2 separate regions of the Zea mays genome follow, and region 2 is linked to region 1. Evidence: chromatin contacts called from public Hi-C data. All regions are on one chromosome and are shown on one strand. Each heading gives the region's core, a stretch centred on a gene start, on an enhancer-like site or on the middle of the called end of the contact. The rest is flanking DNA. Distances are from core to core; before and after follow the strand shown.

What was found. A called contact is a pair of places that touch in the nucleus more often than the background predicts.
Region 2: a contact with region 1 is called in a Hi-C map of ear, with 2.5 times the contacts expected there. The contact joins the promoter of LOC100383840 here to the promoter of LOC103640626 in region 1. A contact is called at or near these places in 2 of 25 Hi-C or Micro-C datasets (ear and leaf).

Annotation. Positions count from the first base shown.
Region 1 is chr1:180,158,486-180,161,867 of Zm-B73-REFERENCE-NAM-5.0, reverse strand. It overlaps LOC103640626 (cationic amino acid transporter 2, vacuolar), which reads left to right and starts at 1,748. Exons shown (of 14, transcript XM_008664067.3): 1 at 1,748-2,360. The coding sequence starts at 2,240.
Region 2 is chr1:180,912,716-180,916,097 of Zm-B73-REFERENCE-NAM-5.0, reverse strand. LOC100383840 (HSP20-like chaperones superfamily protein) reads left to right here and starts at 1,731. Exons shown (of 1, transcript NM_001176471.1): 1 at 1,731-3,382. The coding sequence starts at 1,774.

The DNA of each region.
Region 1 (3,382 bases), core at 499-2,998:
GTATCCATAAAGATTAAACATCTATCAAATAATACATTATACAAACATCAAGTATTTCAATCTAAATACCATTACAAAATTTCGAGCATCATTCAATCATCCATTCAACAACATCATGGATAATTGGATAAAGTAGCAACATTAGAATAGTAACACATTACATGTTTCATTACATGGTCATCAAATAGTTGTTAGGCCTTCTATAACATTATCACAAAAAAGTTTGTTAAATAGTCACAATAGATGGATGATCGAATCCCAAGTTCACGTTTTTATACTGGGTATTTTATACCTATAGGTTAACAAGTATGGGTGAGGGCAAAACCTTCTAATACTCATTTACCCATTGCGTGAAGATTTTTGTCTATTTAGAGATCCATGAGTAGAATATCTAGTCCGTATACATACCTAATAGAGTAAATAACGGAGTATCGGGTCACAGGTATCCATTGACATCTTTATCAGAAACGGAGGAAGAGGTGTTTCGGTCCCGTTATTAACGGTAATTAATGAAGAAACAAACGGGATGTTGACTTCCAAAGAAAGGTGAAACTGTGGGTGGTATTTTGCAGAGCTGAGGTCTTTGGGTGGTATTTTACGGAGACGGTGAACTTTGGTAGGTAGAGAACCAATTTTCTAAAAATCAAGTACGAAGTTTATAAGGCGTTTTTTTCCCTTGGAGGGAGCGAACATGCATATCTGCAGCATTGACTGACGTGGGCGCACGGGGATTCACAAAACTGACTTTTTCTTTGCATAACACATCTCGCTAGAATATTAGTATTAGAGCTAATTTGGTAACTATATTTTTCTAAAGAATTACCGTTTTTAAGAGAAAATGAATTAATTTTTTTAGAAAAAATAGAAATTTATTAGAAAAATAGGATCCCAAACTAACCTTTAAAATATTTTTCTTCTAGAGAAGAAAATTATGAAATCTTTGATCCCACGGTTGGCTGACGGCTCCCATGAATAAAATACCTTTTTTCCCTTTCCTTGCCTTGCCGCACTTTGGAACTTGTATGGACCATACATACAAATAAGCATATTTTTAGCGATAAGCATACGCCAACACGGCACTGCTAACCAGCCAGCCTATTGGGAGCGGAGAGTCGTGCGTGTGGTGTGTAGCGTGGCTGAAAAGGTCAACCATCATGCACTTATGCACGCCCCTTGGCTACAAGTACATGGCTCTATATCTAATTTTTTCACATGAAATACTCAGAGGGCTCTGACTGGCTACAAGTATAATAAAAATCTGTGAGGGCTACCGTTAGCATCAAGCGAAGATTATCCGTAAATAAGGGTGTATTTGCTTGCGGAGCATTTGGGACAGCCGATGATAGCTACGTCCAACGGGGTTCTGTCTCGGTTCAATTCTGGTAGACAGCTAGGGACGGTTATGTCCTAACTTCTTACACTAAACCGAGCAGTCTTATCTAAGGGATGATTTAGTGGACAGGGACGAGGAGATCCATGAGAAGGAATCCTCTCGTGATCCTTATCCACCAAATCAGCCCTAAAGAATCGTCTCATCTGTCTCATACGACCATTGTAATGAAACATACATGTTGTTCACTTGTTCTTATATCCTGAAAGAGATAAAAAAATAAGGCAACACACATGAAAATATTTTTTTCTTCTCACATTTATTAATCTTAAGGATTAACAAATGGGAGAAGGCGTAAAAAGAATAACGACAATTCGATAAATTAATTCAATCAAAATCAACTCATCTCCTATTATTCTGAACTATATATTACAATAGGCATTTACATGTATACCTTCGATCTTACGTTGCTATATAGGTAATGATAGAGATTGGCCTCTCACTGACTAAAAAAGTATCCCTATGTATCTTATTATGCTTCTATTTATAGTGGAAAGATATATTTTTATATAAAATTACATACCTGTCCATAGATACTATACATGTGAGCTACAATTTTATAAGGTTAATATGGACTTTTCCTTTCTCGCGTCGCGTCAATCAAGTCCCCCAACAACACTCAAGTTCTCGTGTGTGCCGCTCGTCGAAGCTTGCAGTTTACTAGTTGTACACCCATAATGACCCATTCTACCGTCATATACATACACCGTTGGCACGCCATCTAATCAGCGAAGAGGAGACGACGACTGCTCTGCCTTTCTTCCCTACAGGAACAGGACGAATCAATCAATCATTCCCCTCTGCAGCCGCCGGCCCTCAGCAAGCAAGCAAGGGACAGACGCGGCGGGGATGGGCAGCGGGGTCCGGGCGCTGATGCGCCGGAAGCAGGTAGACTCCGAGCGGACGCGCGCCGCCGGCAGCGCCCACCAGCTCCGCAAGGAGCTCTCCGTCACCCAGCTCGTCGCCATCGGTTAGCGACCTCTCTTCCCTCTCTCACTTTCCATGCCGACCTCCTCCATCCTTCTTCTTCTTCTTGTTTGCGGTGGATCTTTGCGGGGATTTAATTTGTTGGAACTCGGAACAAACCACGAAAGGTGCAAGCAAGCTTCGCTGCCTTCCTTTCTCTCTCTCTCTCTCTCTCTCTTGGCCGGTGCGGCCGTGCAGGTGCTTCCAGTGCGACGATTTGAATTTGCCGGATTCAGTTCAGTGAGCTGCTGTTGATATACTGTACTCGAGCTGGAGCTGTGTTACTCTCTGAGATTTCGCTTGCGAAGTTTCCAGTCCGTGTCTCAGTCCCCAATCCAAACAGGAACGGAACGGAACCCATCCCATCCTCTCAGCCCCCAATCCAGACGCAATCTAGGTTATGGGTAAAGGTTGAGAGGAATCTCAGTTGCTACCGTCTCTAGTTCCTTCCTCTGCTCGGTTGCTTGGCGTTGGGTCACTGTTGGCAAGGTAGGTAGGTGGGTGGCTGTCTCTGTACTGTTCTGGGCATTGCTACTCTGATTATGCACATGCCCGTCGTGCATAACATGTACTAGATCATAGCATTTCAACCCCAAAAAAAACTGTTTCTTGACATGTAAATACTCAGCTCAAAGAAGATTTTTTTTTTGTGTGCAACGGACTCTTGGAGCTTATGCAGATGGCTTGTTCACTGGACTGCATAGAGTATTCAGTTGAACCAAATGTTTTTTTATTTTGTTTTGCTAATTACACCCCATATGGGGTGTTTGGTTAGAGCGACTAAAGATTAGTCTCTAGTTTTTAGTCCTATTTAGTCCATTTTTTACCAAACACTAAGACTAAAATATAGACTAAAATGATTTAGTCTTTAGTACTTCACATATGTGCTAAAAGGGACTAAATCATATTAATTCCACGTTTATCCCTCATTTAGTTCAATTGTACTAATAACAGTAGAATGATAAATGCCATTTTAGTCTTCTTATGAGTCATTTAGTATATTCTTACTATTTTTAGCCTCTAGAA
Region 2 (3,382 bases), core at 482-2,981, 750 kb before region 1:
TGGAGGACTACGACTCATGGTGAAGGCCAAGCTTAACCCACACCCTCCGTCTAGAATTGAAAAAAAAATCGCCGAGCAGAGGTATTGCAGGTGTAGCGAACAGGACCAGCCAGATTTCAATCTGTCGTCCCTGACTACCACTGCAGAAAAATTGAAGGGGACAATTTCATTACCAGCCGCCTGGAAATCCATGGATGGAGAGAGATGGCCACTGCATCTGAACGTCGAAGCTGCTAGTGGATCCGAATCGTCCCTAGAACGAGCTAACATCGGTGGTCGTGGTGGACCTCCACCTCGCGGTTCAACTCCGCCACTGGGAACTCCAACCCCGACCATCTGCAATTGGGGGATACGTGTGCCGCCGAACACCATATCTTGACCGTCCGAAGCAACTGGCCTTGAGCCGCCAGCGCCGCGCCAGTGAAGAACAACAATGTATTCCTCCAAGACGATGATGTATCTGCTGCCGCCACCCACCTTTCGTCGAACAAAACTGCGCGTAGCTGGAAAAAATTTGCGGGAAGCTACTTGATTGCAAGCGCTCGGCAGGATTGGGGAGAGTTTTGCTCGCGCATATATGCGGGATCCATCGTTGCCTTTGTGGGAAGCCAAAAAATGGGAAAAGAAATAGCAGTCTCTTGGAAGCGAGAATGGTGGAGTTTGGACGCTAAAAACGCTATTCGCGTTGATATGCGGCACCTCTTAGAGTTGCTCTTAGGCTGAAGATTCATTTAGGCTATCCGCAACCGTTACCTCTAAATTTTCTCCCCTATATCACTTTTCCCCCCTATTTTCCCCCCTATTTTTTCATCTCCCGCAGCGGTTCCCCCTAAATACTCCCCCTATACCCCACTACCACTATAAAATATTATTTTCTATACCAACTATCAATTTTTTATCTACTAACAATTATCCGTGGACCCACAGCACAGTGTTTAGGGGGATGAACAGTGACGCGCTAGATCTAGGGGGAGAGAGAAGGGGGGCCGACGTGTAGGGAGCGCTATAGGGGGCACCGCTGCGGCCGCAGAGTGCCCCCTACGCGCCGCATGCAAGGGGAGGGGGCAGGGGAGGGGGCAGCGTTGCGGTCAGTCTTAGGCTATCCGCAACCGTTACCCCTAAATTTTTCCCCCTATATCACTTTTCCCCCTATTTTTTCATCTCCCGCAGCGGTTCCCCCTAAATACTCCCCCTATACCCCACTACCACTATAAAATATCATTTTCTATATCAACTATCAATTTTTTATCTACTAACAATTACTCGTGGACCCACAGCACAGTGTTTAGGGTGATGAACAGTGACACACTAGATCTGAGGGGGGGAGAAGGGGACCGACACGTAGGGGGCGCTGTAGAGGGCACCGCTGCGGCCATAGAGTGCCCCCTACGTGCCGCATGCAAGGGGAGGGGACAGGGGAGGGGGGAGCGTTGCGGTCAGTCTTAGCACTCCACTAGACCACTACAGTAGCAGCTCGATGGAATGGAGCCGTGGAGGCCAGCCAGCACAGCACAGGCAAGAAAGGAACCATGTCCTAGGCCCAAGGACGGAGGTGACCCAACCCACACCTCGCACTCCATGTCAGCCGGCTGCTTCCTGCTGTCCTCACCAAGCAACCCATCCTTGCATTCCATGGCTCGGACACGGCAGCAATACATGGCACGCTACGCCGCCGGATACCATAAATACACGTCGAGGCGGGGTCGCTGTCCGTGCACGCCCGCCGCGAAGGGCGAGCAGCTTCGGTCTCCGGCGGCGAGGAAATAGGCAGGCATGGACCGGCGGCAGCGCGCGGCGGCGCGGGTGTTCGAGGACTTCGACCCGGAGGTGGAGTGGAAGCTGGCAGGGGAGGAGCAGGACGTGGTGGAGATCGCGCTGCCGGGGTTCCGCAAGGACCAGGTGAGGGTGCAGGTGGACAACCACGGCGTGCTGCGCGCCACCGGCGAGCGACCCGCCAGGGGCGGCCGGTGGGCCAGGTTCAAGAAGGACCTCCGCCTCCCCGACAACTGCGACTCCGACGGCGTCCGCGCCAGGTTCGAGGGCGAGAAGCTCATCATCACGCTCCCCATCGTCGCCGCGCTGTCGCACTCGCCGACTCCGTCGCCGTCGCCACCTCCTCCTCCTCCACAACAACAACCACGCCGGCGTCCATCGCCGCCAGAGCCGTCCGTTCCTGCTCCTGAACCGCCGCCGCTGACACGCCAGAACCCATCGCCAACGCAGGCGCCTCCTCTACCACCTCAACCACGTCGGCACCCATCGCGCCCAGAACCTTCCATTCCTGCTCCTGAACCGCCGCCACCACAACCACGTACTTACCCTAAGCCACCGCCGCATCGGTCTCCGTCCCCACCGCGTCGGTCTCCGTCCCCGCCACAGCCACCCCGTACTTATCCTAAGCCACCGTCGCGTCGGCCTCCGTCCCAGCCGCCACCGTCGCGTCGCTCTCCGTCCCAGCAGCCGCCACGTACTTATACTAAGCCACCGTCGCGTCGGCTTCCGTCCCCGCCGCCACCACCGCGTCGCTCTCCGTCCCCGCCACAGCCGCCCCGTACTTATCATAAGCCACCGTCGCGTCGGCCTCCGTCCCCGCCGCCACCACCGCGTCGGTCTCCGTCCCCGCCACAGCCGCCCCGTACTTATCCTAAGTCACCGTCGCGTCGGCCTCCGTCCCCGCAGCCACCACCGCGTCGGTCTCCGTCCCCGCCACAGCCGCCCCGTACTTATCCTAAGCCACCGTCGCGTCGCTCTCCGTCCCCGCCGCCACCGTCGCGTCGCTCTCCGTCCCCGCCACAGCCGCCACGTACTTATCCTAAGCCACCGTCGCGTCGGCTTCCGTCCCCGCCGCCACCACCGCGTCGCTCTCCGTCCCCGCCACAGCCGCCACGTACTTATCCTAAGCCACCGTCGCGTCGGCTTCCGTCCCCGCCGCCACCACCGCGTCGCTCTCCGTCCCCGCCACAGCCGCCACGTACTTATCCTAAGCCACCGTCGCGTCGGCCTCCATCCCCGCCGGCCCCAGCACCACCTGCCGCTGAAGAGCTGACAGAGGCCGGCACCGAGGAACGGAAACAATCGCCACCGCCACACCAGACGCCGGGTGCTGCTCCTGGGCCGAAGACTCCTCCCCCGTGGTCGTGGCAGCCGCCGGTCCCTGTCTCGCCTCCTTCTCCGGCGCCGGCGCCGCCTCATGGTGCAGAGGAACAGCCGAAGAAGAGGCAGAAGCAACCGCAACCGCAAGAGACCAACGCCACGAAACGGGCGGAAGAGCTAGGCGGTGGAGCGAGAGGCACGAAGGTGGTGGACAAAGCCGCTAGGGATGAGAAGCGACCCAAGAAGGACAGCCAAGCTGGGGCATCGCCAGCGGTGCCGAGTCACGCTC